Linked DNA regions of Zea mays: region 1 is linked to region 2. A link is a contact called in public Hi-C data. All regions are on one chromosome and are shown on one strand. The core of a region is the stretch at or near the end of the contact, and the rest is flanking DNA. Distances in the headings are between cores, read along the strand shown. Region 1 holds the start of LOC100280698 (lipoprotein). Region 2 holds the start of LOC100276311.

What was found. Hi-C and Micro-C count contacts between places; a contact is called where the count stands out from the background.
Region 1: a Hi-C map of ear shows a contact between it and region 2, with 4 times the contacts expected there. The contact joins the promoter of LOC100280698 here to the promoter of LOC100276311 in region 2. A contact is called at or near these places in 3 of 25 Hi-C or Micro-C datasets (ear, leaf and tassel).

What each region holds. Positions count from the first base shown.
Region 1 is chr3:168,701,761-168,709,107 of Zm-B73-REFERENCE-NAM-5.0, forward strand. It overlaps LOC100280698 (lipoprotein), which reads left to right and starts at 5,411. Exons shown (of 1, transcript NM_001153617.2): 1 at 5,411-7,118. The coding sequence starts at 5,493. The coding sequence ends at 6,914.
Region 2 is chr3:168,385,741-168,392,213 of Zm-B73-REFERENCE-NAM-5.0, forward strand. It overlaps LOC100276311, which reads left to right and starts at 3,225. Exons shown (of 3, transcript XM_008676455.4): 1 at 3,225-3,679; 2 at 4,846-4,901; 3 at 5,860-6,055. The coding sequence starts at 3,448. The coding sequence ends at 5,874.

The DNA of each region.
Region 1 (7,347 bases), core at 4,161-6,660, 320 kb after region 2:
GAGGGACCCCGTCGGGAAGGAGAGATCCTAGGTGGTGTCTAGGCTCGGGCAGGCCAACTTAGACTCCTCTAATCGACATAGAGTCGAATAGAAGCGGAGAATTTGGGGATTGAGAGGCTAAACTAGAACTAGACTAGAACTACTCCTAATTATACAGGAAATAAATGCGAGATAGAAGTTTTATTGATTCGATTGATCATTAAAAATCGGTCGTATACCTCTGTATTTATAGAGGAGGGGGCTAGACCCGTTACAAACAAACTTCCCAAGTTAATCCCGTGAATTTCGTTAACAAACACGGCAAGAAACTCGGAACCCTAATCTGTTCTGCGCGCGCGGACCTGCGGCCCACAGGCGCGGACTGTCCGGACCGCGGACCGTCCGGTCCCAGGGCCGGACCGTCCGCTGGCTCTTTTTGGTGCCCAACACGTGGGTATTGTTGTAAGCCGTCGCAACGCACGGGCAACCGACTAGTATTTATTAAAATCACACTTCATTCCACACTTTCATGTACTTGATAAAGAACACAAAGCTAGAGATAATGCTAGTTAGATGTTTTTTAGATTTGAATTAGAGTATGTGATGTAATTTTACTTTTGTTATGAACATTAGATAATAAATTGAACTTACGAACTTTGTATAGAGATGATTATACTTCTTTTTTCCTTCTAACAAAATGATTTGTAAACGAGGTAGTCATTGCATAGCTATGGTAACTTTAATACAAATATTAAGTTTGTTTTTGTTCAAATTTATTTGGCTTATCTTTTATTTGTTTTATTAAATTGGTTTTATATTTAGGGCTCTGATGTGAATTTCGGACCCTAATGTGAATTTCGGGCCAAAAATTGAATTTCGGACCCTAATGTGAATTTCTGGCCAAAAAATGAATTTTGGAGTTTTATAATTTCGGGACACCCGAAATGAGTCCGGCGCGTTTAAGCAACTACGTGCCGGGTCGTGGGCCGGCTCGAAATTCAAATAATATGGGCCTTTTCGAGCTTGGGCCGGGCCAGGCCGGACTGCCCGAATATACACCTATAGAAAGAAGCTAGTGGTCGCAACAGCTCGTATGATGAGCTGTAGATATTTCTCTATATTTGTTTTTAGTCAGATTAGGATTTAGTTGGTTATAGGGATGTTTTGGTTAGGAGTTAGGGGCTAGAAGATTAGGCAGGAGAATATTTAGAAGATTTGGTTTAGAGTTTGTTGAGAGTCCAATTAAGATATGCTTTGGAAGTTATATATATGTGTGTGACTATGTAATAAGGGAAACTCAAGCAATAGATAAATCTTTCCTCCCCTTGCCTCTAGCCATCGCTCATACCTCGCACAACTACGATCTACGCCATCCCCACGGTACGACAGCATCCGTCTCTGACAGCGGGAGGAGTTGGTTGACAGGAGCGGGGCGTGTGATGCCACAACAGTGAACAACGCTACTGTTCGCTACAGTGGACAGTAAACGGTACGGGCCAATACCAACTACTTGAGACTATCCGCAGGGGTTTTCTCTAAATTTTTTCTTCTATATCACTTTTTTATGTCACATCATCAATATTTTATCCCCTACTTTTTTGTCTTCTGCAGCGGTTTCCCCCTAAATACTTCCCCTATACCCATTACAATCACTATCAATTTTTGATCTACTAATAATTCATCGTGGGCCCACAACACAGTGCCAAACAGTGTAAGGGCACATGAACAGTGTACCGCAAGGAGTGGAGGGAGAGAGAAGCGCTTCGCTTGCTAGGGGGCTCCGTAGAGGCAACTGTTGCGCGAGTGAGGGGTCTTCTCTAGCCGGCATGCAAGGGGAGAGGGAGCTAGAGCGTCGACCCATGCAGACAGTCTGACACTCCGAGCAAACAGACGACTTCCTCGCCCATGCTGGGCCCGCCGCCCAACCACCAGTAGGCGGTGATGCGTGGAAGCGTCCTCTTGGCGCTCGACCCTGAGACTATCCGCAACGGTTCTCCCTAAATTTCTTCCTCTATATCACTTTTTTGTGTCACATCATTAACATTTCATCCCCTAAATTTTCATCCCCCAGCAGTTTCCTCTAAATTATCCCCTATACCCCACTACAACTATATAATATCATTTTCCTATATCTATTTCTAATTCATCATCATTTTTTCGCAGCTAACAAACAACCGTATGCATGGAATTCGGTCCTCAATAGTGTCTAGGGGACACGCATGGGATACGCCATATGCAACATGAGAGAGAAAGAAGCTGCTACCTAGGGGGCTACGGAGGGGGCAGCGCTGCGGTGACAAGAGGAGCATTGTCGCCTCTACAACGACTACAGTGTTAACGGAGGGGGACTCAAGCGGTATGCATTGTAGATAGCCTGAGGGAGCTACCGGTCAAAGCTTGAACTCTGTTTACGGAGTAGCAGCACGAGCAACTCACACCAGATGTAGGGCACGTTGCCTAAACTAGTATACGAACGAACCACGAAATTTACTAGTCGGTAATTGTAACACCCAAAATCTTATTTTTGAATCTAGAAAAAGTTCTCTAAAGATTTTGAATTAAAATACCTTTTAATTGTAACTTTCTTATTCTTGAAGTTACATCTCCATAAACAAATATGGTTTCTAATGAAGATTTAAGAGCATCTCCAATAGACTAGCTAAATAGCTTGTCAAGCTAAATTTTAGCTACTTAATAGCATAATAGCTCTCCAGCAGACTAGTCATTTAACTTGCTAAGCTATCTGTCTCTCTAAATTAACTCTCTCACTAGCCAAATTTGGCTAGCAACTCTCCCTAGCCAAGCTAACTTGCATGTTGGAGAGTCTGTTGGAATGAGATGTTATATATAGAGTTTAATATTTATGGAGATACAAATAAAGAGTCAAATAAAGATTCAAAAATAAAGAGTCTCTTGGAGATGCTCTAATAGAAGTATACCTATATGATTTTAGTTACTCCTTTGTTGAAAATATATGTTTATAAGTTTTCTCTAAAAGATTTGTACACTATAAATTATTTTTCCTAATTTATAGTCCGAATTTAGCCCAGTGTATGGTGTGCCAACAGATACGTTCGGTGCTCTCCGTATTTCCAAGTCCGAATCTAGCCTCTCTGCAAGACGTATCCGGTGCGCCACCAGATACGTCTAGGGTTCTCTAGTGTGTTCTGAGTTGTTTCTACGATTTTTTGCTTTGTTTGGGCTTGATTTGCCTTGTGTCTTGGACCTTGGTATGACCTAGCTAGACAAATCTTCAATAAATCTCTTTTTAAGTCCTTTGTTTGACAACTTTATCCAAGTTGATCTTCGGAATTTGCTTTGCACATATTGTCTAAGTATATGCTTTATCTTTTAGCCTCTATAATCAATCACTTAGCAAAGTTGTGCTAGTCATTATATACCAAAATTAATATTAAAATGGTCCAAGGTCCGTTTTACTTTTGGTCCGTTCGAGACGGTCAAGGTTCTGCGCCTGGTCGTGACCACGGTCTAAGGGTACCATCTTAAAAAATCTTTTTTTTTCTTCGTGAGGAAGAAGGCATGAGAGAGTAACATGTGAGGTCGTCTATCTATCTAAAGGTAAAAGAGGCAGTTTCAGAGTGGCTGTGTTGTCAAACGGTTTTCTAGTAAACCATGGGCCTGTTTGGTTCGGCTTTTTTCTGAAGAGCTTTTCTGAAAAGCTGGTTGTAGCGAAAAGTTGGCTGTGGGAAAAACTGGTGATTAGAATCTGGGTGTTTGGTTCGGCTGCTGTGGAGAGAAGCTGGTGGGTAGAATCTGGGTGTTTGGATACGCAGATTATGAGATTGTAGATTCTGATTAAAAAAAGAAAACAGATAAATACAAACAACCAACTAGTGCATTAATTCCGTTGGGGCCTGTTGTATGCATTGACAGCATTAGAAATACATGTTGGCATTCTCTTAGTGCTATGAGTTGGTATTCTGTATTAATTTTTATACCAACTGTATTTGACATCAATTCCGCTCGAATTAGTTTATTTTTTAAATATCATGTAAGTTTGTGTTTGTTTTTTTATCCGGTTAGAATCTAGGTATTTGGATACGCAGATTATGAGATTGTAGATTCTTAGTGAAAAAAGAAAATAGGCAAAGACACAATAATTAAAACCTGATTAAAATTATACATGATTTGTCTATTACAATATAACTATTGACCGGTTCAGATAACAAACCATGACACTAAGCATTAGCTTTTTTTCGGCATGGATGTAAATGGCCCGTATATCTATCTAATATAATGCTCGTAATTAACATCACGGCTAAAGTGTTGATGATTACTGATCGTCCTAGTACAGTTAGTGCGTATTTACCAGTAATATAATCGATGTGGGTTGAGATAAAGAGAGAGTCAGACGTACGTACGAAGCAGATGAGACCAGGATTCACGAGACTTCACACGGACGTGGTGCTGAGCTGCTTCTCCGCAGTCGTTGAAAACCTGCTTCTCAGAAAATCGGCGGTGGCTAGAATCACCTCAGAATCTAGACGTTTGGACACCAAAACCCGCTTATGGCGGCCAGAATCGGCTGAAAAGTCGAACCAAACACGGGCCATGATGGATCTCAGCTGGAGTCCACTTCATGGTAAATTCTAAATTCAAAAAAAAATATTAGAGAAACCGAGCATAAACATAATGTAGACGGCAGGCATCAAAGCAAGTGTATGCATGGCTCTGGCCTACACCCACGTACTACGGCGGCGGCGGCAGCAGCATCGGAGTTGAGAGTACCGTCGCACGTGACGTGAGACGTTCAATGGTCCATCCATGATATGGATGGAATCATTTGACGCTACTACTACGAGGCGGGAGGGGAGATGATAAGCATCCCTGCTACTGCTACTGCTACGCAAGCAGGCCATCAAGTTTGGCACGCGCGAATATGTTCTTCGTTAGCTTTATATATAGAAGAATAAGAAATATATACTATGATCTTATGGTCGCTATGTTTGTGCGATGCGTTGTCGATCGCTCCCTCCGACTGTATTATTAACGTGTGTGTGTGTGTGTGTATTCAGATAGATAGATGCCTTGGTCAAGAGCATCTGCAGTGCCTCAATGACCATTAGCTGTATACGTACTATGGAGCAATAATAGAGCGCCACCTGATTTCTAATTATTTGGACCATAATTAAGCACTCGACATTGATTTCTTAGGCTCAAGGGAAATCGAAATGTTCGATCCAACCATTATTCCAAGATGCCCAGATAGATTAGATAGAAAGCGAGTCAAGTAACGGATGGAGCACATATCCATCCATTTGCTTGCCGCCCCTGCTCCACCACCATCACCGTACCATATTATCCTATCCTATCGAGCAAGAGCACAGATGCCCTCAGCCTGCTCTCCCCTCGCGTTCTCGCCACGGCCTACGGCGCTATATATAAAGCAGACCAAATGACCAATCATCCATACCAACACAAAGCCAAGGCGCGGCGCAGCCAGAGTAAGCAGAGAGTTGCACTACCGTGCTTCTTCAGTTCTTCTTCCTAGTATGCACTCGCTTGTGAGGCGTGGCAATGGCTACGGCTACGGCTATGGTGGTTACGGCAGCAGCAATCCCCATATGAACTACCACCGCCAAAACACCGAGTCCGTGACCACCGTCGTCACGGAGATGAACCGAATGGCCGTCGACGACAAGCCCTGCTACGGCGGCGGCGTGCAGAAGCAGGCCTGCAAGGTGGAGGCGTTCCAGGAGCACGACGAAGCGTACAAGGGCGCCGTGGCCGTGCAGCAGAAGCACTCCTCCTTCAAGGAGGACAAGGAGGAGGTGCGCGGTGCTGCTGCCGCCGTCAGAAGCTGGCACGACGAGTTATACAAGGAGGAGGAGGAGGAGAAGCGCGTCGTCGACACGGAGTACGGTGCCCGCTACGGGGGTGTGGCCGCCGTGAAGAAGCCGGGCTACAACTACAAGCAGCACGAGGCATACGGGGAGACCGAAGGTGCAGGGTACGGCTACGGCGCCGGCGGCGTGAAGAAGCAAGCAGGCTACAGCTACGCGCAGGAGGCGTGCGGAGAGAGCTACGGCGGCGCTCACCACGGTGGTGCCGGTGCCGTCGCGCAGACGTACGCCTACGACCAGCAGCAGGCCTACAAGCACAAGAACGCGGCAGGGGCGGGGGCGGGGTACGGTGCTCCCTACGGTGGTGGCGCCGTGCAGCAGCACGACGGACACAAAGATGTGTACCGGCACGGCGCCGCCGCCGGTGGCAAAGTAAAGAAGAACGGCTACCAGTACCAAGAGGCGTACGGCGGAACTGACGCAGGAGGGTACGGTGCGCACTACGGCGGCGGTGGTGGCGCCGTGCAGCAGTACGGGTACGGCGGCGCCACTACCGATGGCAAAGTGAAGAAGGGCGGCCACCAGTACTACGGCGGAAGTGGTGCAGGAGGGTACGACTCTCACTACGGCGGCGGCGGCGGTGGCGCCGTGCAGCAGTACGGCGGCTACCATAAAGATGCGTACGGGTACGGCGGCGGCGCCACCGCCGGTGGAAAAGCGAAGAAGAGCGGCTACCAGTACGAGGAGGCGTACGCTGGAACTGGCGCGGGAGGATACGGCGCTCACTATGGTGGTGGCGCCGCCGTCGCTCAGAAGCAAGGCTACAGGCAGGGCATATACGAGAGCGAGAGCGAGAGCGAAAGCGAGAGCGAGAGCGACGAGAGCGACTGCGAGGAGGCGTTCCTGCCGCACGGCGGCCGGACGCCGCAGGGCGGCGTGCAGCACAGCTACGGCTACGGGGGCGGGGCGTACAAGCACGGGGCTGGCAACCTCGGCGGCTTGCGCCGCTACCAGTCGTACGAGAGCCGCGAGGATCTCGGCGGCGGACGCCGCTACGAGACCTACCAGAGCACCGTCCAGTACACCGGCTCCCCGACCAAGAACCGCCACGTCCTACGCTACGGCGCGTAGGCATATATACGCTCTGATCCAGTTGCATTGCAGCACGTGCACCTACGTATATTCCTATGCCGCGTCGTGTGACTCGTGTCGTATAGGCAGGCGGCACCGCTACTTGGTGGGCCTTGTGTTTGCTGGTGCAGATCGAAAAATCTGACAATAAGATGTACTTAATGCCACCTTGATATAATAATGTATGAAGACGAAACTTTGAAAACTGTTTTACGCATGTTGGTTGTCTGGGGTCAGTACTCAGTACTGCAGAGTGCAGTGAGTGCTCAAAGCAAGGCATAATGCAACGTTTGCCGGTACGTTAGGTTTAATGATATATTAGTCAATGTAGATTTGCATAAACCCATAGATATAAGGTTGTTTAGTTTTATCATAATCTACCTAACCTTAGTCGCTCGAATTGAAGAACTAAACTTAGGTAGAAAAGTTAGAT
Region 2 (6,473 bases), core at 1,975-4,474:
AAAAGTTAATTGACATATGGATTTGTAGTTACTACCTTCTTGTGTTTGTATGTTGTGCACATATGTAATCAATCAATCCCCGATCACAATCCAAACGTGAAAGCTTTGGTGGGTGATCATGAACTGATTCGATTTTAATTTGTGGATGCTGGTAAGAACAATGAAATGATATTGGGGGATATAAATACATGTATTGTATATTAAAAATTGACACTAAACAATAATTAAATCAAAGTCATAGCCGACATGTGCAACTGGGTGTGGTCAAACACTGGAGGGCCTTGTTCTTGAGGAGCATCAGAACGAATTTGTTCTCCAACCTATTTCACACAAAGGGTATGCATTAGCTCTAATTGTAATGGATGGATAAACATATCATGACGGGAGCATAAAAAACATATACTCAGTCTGGTGTTCCGGCAAAAGAGAACTACCATTGTTCTAATCAACAATGGGGGCCTGTAATAGATTAAGTGGAAAAATATATATACTATTGCAAAAGGTGTGGATAATGAGGTGTGATTAATAAACATACATTAGTTGTTGGAGTAGAATCAAAAAGTGGTAATAAGCTCATATTAACATCATCAACATCATCAGATTTGCCAGTTTGCTGTTTTGGAAAATACAAATAATATGCTTGTTAAAAGTTCCTTATGGGTTAATTTGAGAGCATGGAAATTGAAAGTAAAAAAAGTAAATAGAATCGTATACACATGAAACACGAACCGGAATAGTGCCTTGTGTATCTTGCACTGGAGTATGGGTGGTGTGCTCGTCCATATGATTGTCAACGAACGTAACCCCAGGCGTACCGTTAGGGACAGTGTTGGTTTGTGGAGCCGTTGGTGTGGGATGAACTGAAGATGTACCCTGCTCTGTGGTACCAAAATCAAGGTAGCATGTAACACATTGTCATAATTGAACAAAGATATATTGTAGTATGCCTGATTTGTGGAACACTGCATACATAATGGAACAAGATATGTGTGTCTGTGGGATAATTATTGATATGAAATGGGATGGCTACATTATAGGAGGTATCCGGAACATAAGTAATATGCGTGACTGACATAAGTATCATGTAGTTTGGTGGGATTAAAACCTATAAACTTTAGTGTGCAAGTTCAAAAAATATATATAATTATGATGTAATGGCATAGGTTAATGTAGTGTGACATGATCAATAAAAAGTTACCTTATACAGAGTCAGTAGAAGCAGCAGCATCCGAAGCTCTTTGGATGACCTCGTCAATCATTTCTTCAAAAGTCTGAGATAACTGTATCTGCTTGGCTACTAGATTGCGATGTGTAATTTCAAGAGTTGCACAATACTGGTCAACCTCTTTGTCGTGACAATCAAGGAGTGCCTCGAAACCTGAGCGATAAAAGGCAGGCATACAATGAATTTTGCTTGCGATCAAGTGCTTGATGCGAGGGGCACATATATTGAAAATGTCATTTACTGGTCGTTCTGGCGCAGCAACGTAGCATGTCTCGCTCGTACTACAGAACAGATGGCAAATAAGATAAAAAAATATTAGTATCTGTAAACATGTTATCTATACAAGTAGTTACTCATGTTAAGAAAAAAAACGGTCTTACCTCACAGTGGCCAAAAGGTTCCCCGGATTGACGGGGCCTCCTCTTATCAGCTCTGATCAAATCTATGATTGTTTCTTTATCAAAAAACTTAATACGAGGTGTTCGTACTTGTTTTCTGGGGATGAAGGGCTCATCAGGTGATACAGGTAGTATATCTGAGAAAATAAAGATATAAAATGTATATAGTACTCCTCTTATGCCATTGGCTGGCAGTGTCACATAGGTCAGTATATAGCAACTGGCACCGGTCAATGTCAGCCATGTGGTCCATGTTTTTAGTCATTAACACTTCATTGTTTGTAATGAGAACAATGGGCGGTTGAATAGTATAAGAAAGAAACAGCGAATGGACAACTGATCATCATTTCCTTCAACAAGTTTGTCCTACAGCTTCACTACATCGAACTCATCTTTTGATATTTTCAAATCTCGTCTGAGCTTTGATGTTGCATCAACTTCCCCGTACCAATCAGTGAAATCTCTACCACCGCTGGCGCTAGGCAAACCCAATATCAACCTGACGGTATCTTTTGTTATTTTCAGCTCTTTTCCAGGACTAGGGCGAATAGTCATGTCTAGGGGTGGAAACGAGCCGAGCCGATGTAGTACCCAAAATTCTATTTTAGAAATTCATAAAATTATCCAAGGGTTTTTGAAACAAAATATCTTTAATAAGAATTTTCTTACTGTTCAAGTAACATCTCCTAAATTTAATTTGTTGGCTAACAAAGATTAAATAAAAGGATCCCTATATGAATTTAGTTATTACTTTGTTGAACTATATATTTATAAGTACTCTTAATTAAAACATATCTTGATAAAGGTTATACACTTCTTCTAAAAAAATACTTATTTTTGCGTGAATCATGCATTGGGATTATTAAATAAAATACTAAATAAAATGTTTAATTTTGAGAGCATATTGGAGTTTTGGTTGTTGCATTCGATTTTGTGAATACAGAAAAAAATTAATTTGAATCAAATTTGAAACTTTGGACGTGCAAAGGAAAATAGAAATAAAAAAAAAACTTGCTATATATTTGACCAATCTCTTAATAAATATTTTACACTAGAGGTTATTCCCCTAAAAATGGCAAATAAGTGATGTACATTTATTTTGAGATAACTTTTAATTTGTCTGCACATTCAAAAATAATACTACCCTAAAATAAAAAAAATATATGTGAATTATTCTCTTATGAAATTATGTATATAGAAGCATTTATCTAGGTGAATAATTAGTCAATCAATAAATAAAATTTGCATGGCATTCTGGATTTTTTTTGATCGAGCATTTGAATTAAGCTTGAAATTTGAACTTTATCTAAATCCGATTTCAATTTCGATTGTGAAAAATGGAGACGCAAAAAAAAAAACAGAACACTAACTGCTTTGGGATTAAAAGCACCAGCCGATCAACTAGGATTAGGCCACAAGTCCTTTGTTTATTATTTCTCTGGTCACTTGCCTCAGCACGACATGAGCATGGCATCATGCATTACATCCCTCACGCCGCACAAGTGACGCTCGCGCATGGGGGCTGGGGCCATGCAGGCAGTCGGCTTCTTCCTGAAGCTGTTACAACCACCCGCATGCACTGGATCTCAGCTAGACCTTTTCTCCGCAGACTCCCAGCCTCTATCTCCATAGCCACACGTCGAGCGCCAAAGTCTGTTTCTTCCGTTCGCCTGGAGCTAAATACAGCTGAGCAGCCCCACGTCTCGTCCATAAAAAAAGGAAGCCACAGCTCTGCATGGTAGAAGCCACGTACCGCAAAACCCAGCCCAGAAACAACCACGTGAGCGAGAGAGAAACCACAGGTGGAGGCTTCCATCCTCACCCATGGGCCATGCTGCCGCTCGGTGTCAAACGGGGCTGGGTGATTCGCCGGAGGCCACTGAAGCTGTTCTTGGCAGAGGATGGCGGCCGGGAACGCTCCTATGCGATAGCAACCGTGCCCCGCGACAACTGCATGCGCGCGGCCGCACCAGCACAATGGATGTCACAAAGGACCAGTCGGATGCGGGACCTCTCCGCGGCCGGGACTCTCGTGATTGCGCGGGCTCTGAAACTGGTAAGAACTCTTGATTGCTTACCTGTTTCCTTCACGTAGATTAGTTGTATTCGGTTAGGCTTTGGGAGCACCTGAAGCGCCGTGGTAATGGCGGCTACTTGAGCGGTCTCCCTCGCCAGCGTATTCGACGGACAGGGGTTAAAGATGAACCGATGGCCATTGATTGGTATTCAATGGTCGTGATCACGTCGCGCGTAACCCTTCGAGCGGGGAAATCTGAACCGTGGATCTGGCAAGTTGCGACTCAGATTAAAACCTGGCATACCGGTTTGGATGTGGTTCGATCTAATCTGGTCCCTTGAAAACAGATCAAGCGGCTCAGGTCGCGCAATACCCCTTCGGCCTCGACAATTATATTAAAGAACCCATCTGTTATTTTAGATTCAACTCGCAATCCATAGGACTGTTCACTGAGTCTTAAGAAATTTACGTGTTAGCCTCTGTTATTCTCTGAATTCATGCGCACAGTCCAGACAGCGAATAAAATCAGAGAAATTCATTTTAAATTCATTTTTAATACAAAAATAATGGTAGAAACTTGTATAAATCATAGAAAATTCATATTAAATCCTTTTTAGTCCATTCCACTTCCTATAATTTTATATTAATATTGTCTATTACTTGGTAGCACTGTTTTAGCATGAAACCCATACCAGACATGATTACTCAAATAATTTTGTAGCAAGCACATACGAACTTTGGGAATTCATAACTTAAAATCTATGATTCCGATTTGATCCGTTCAAGTTGCGTTAGTCTCGTATAAATGTTTTCTATACAATAAAAACATTTCTTATACCATGTCTCATTATTTTATCACTAGATCTTTATTTAACTTATGTTGGTTAGTCTTGTTAATCTCTTTATCATTATAACCTACTAGAATAAGATCTATGGTCAATTTATAACTTAGATTAAAGTTGAGATAATTATTTATAGAATAACCTCTCATATGATTTATATTAACCAAATTATAATATAGTTTAATATTTTAATCACATAAATTCTCTATAAAATCATAACTCCTTAATCGTAACTCCAATTTTAGTGGTTCTCGTTCCCACGATCTTGTAGCGACGTGTAGATTATTATTATTCAGTTTGTACTTATGTTTGGTGTGATGTTAATTTTGTCTATATCATGTTTGTTTGTATTGCTACGACTAGCGTGTGGTCACGAGGATCTGAAGAATCACCCTGGTAACTGGAATCTCAAGTGCCAGGCAAGTTGTGCCCTTGATTCACTTTTGTTACCCAATAATGTTCTTTGTAATCATTTACCATGCATAGGTCTAATTTTGATGGGACCCAATAGGTCACCCTAGATTGTTTATCTCATTACCTTGTTTACCCCTGAATCACATGGGTAGTTTTTGCTATTGCTTTACATGATTTTGGGATAATTATTTATTATATCCATGTTCCAGTTATTATGTTATTTTATTTATGTTCATGTCAAGATCATTATATTATTGTTAATTGGAACATGGAGCTTAACTTGAGAAACACGTGCCGCCACAAGGGTTTAATGGGACGCCCTTGGCTGACTAATTAGGAAAGCTAGTGGAAGACTACCTTACCCGAAAGGGGCAAGGGCAGTAGGGAAGTTGCATGCAAGGAGGTTCTCGGGTTGATTTGCTGCGATGGCGGTCGGACGGGAGATTCTTGCAAGTGCTCTTCCCATAAACTGTAGCGGGTTTTCGGAAGCTAGTGGAACTTTGCAAAGGCCTCGTAGTGGATCCCTAGCCATTCACCTTGGTAGTGTCTAAGGGCCTAGCTAACCCTGGCGACATGGGAAACATGACTTGTGGGTAAAGGGTACAACCTCTGCAGAGTGAAAAACTGGTATACTAGCCGAGCTCACGGTCATGAGCGGCTCAGGACTCTCCGATGATTAAATTATGGAATCTAAACTCAATTTGTCATTTGCATATGCATGGGATTATTTATTAATTTTGTTCTATTACTTTATTTAAGGTTTGGTATTTACTTACACTTAGTAACTGCTAATAAAATTTTGACCAACTTATAAAAGCAATGCTCAGCTTTAACCTCTATTGTTGATCAGCCTTACACTTCATAAACTCCCACCTTTTGTGAGTTCATGTCACATTATTCCCCACAACTTGTTGAGCGATGAACATGTGTGAGCTCACCCTTGCTGTCTCACACCCCCCACAGGAGAAGAACAGGTGATTCAGGAGGAGCCACGTATCGAGGAGTATGATCTGATCTAGGTGGCGTTTCTCAGTTGACATTGGCGCCGACGATCCTTAGTTCATTTTATATTTATTCTTTTATTTTGTAATAAGTCTTCCGCTATGTATTAAATACTCTGATTATTGTGACATTTATCTCTATGCACTCTGTTATTGCATATGTTGTCTTCTTGGCGCATGTATGAGATGCACCTGGCTTTGTCCCTTAAAGCCGGGTGTGACAGCCGAGCTCGGCTTGACTCGCTCATCTGGCGAGCTCGAAAAAGCGGCTCGACTCGCTCCGGGCTCGCGAGCCGGCTCGCCGAGCCAACGAGTCCAGCCATAAATATAAATCTACTCTCTAAATTATAATATAAAATCTTAAAAATATTTTAAATTAGTAAAATAAATATATCACTAATATAATATAGAAAATAGATTATTTTTGTATAGTAATCTCAAATAACATAAATTATTGTCTATTTTGTACTAATATTATATGGTAATTAAGATTTTATGTAACAAATTGTTGTTGGGTCGAGCCACGAGCCAGCTCGCGAGCTGCACCGAGCCGAGCCGAGCTGGCTCGCTCTTTTC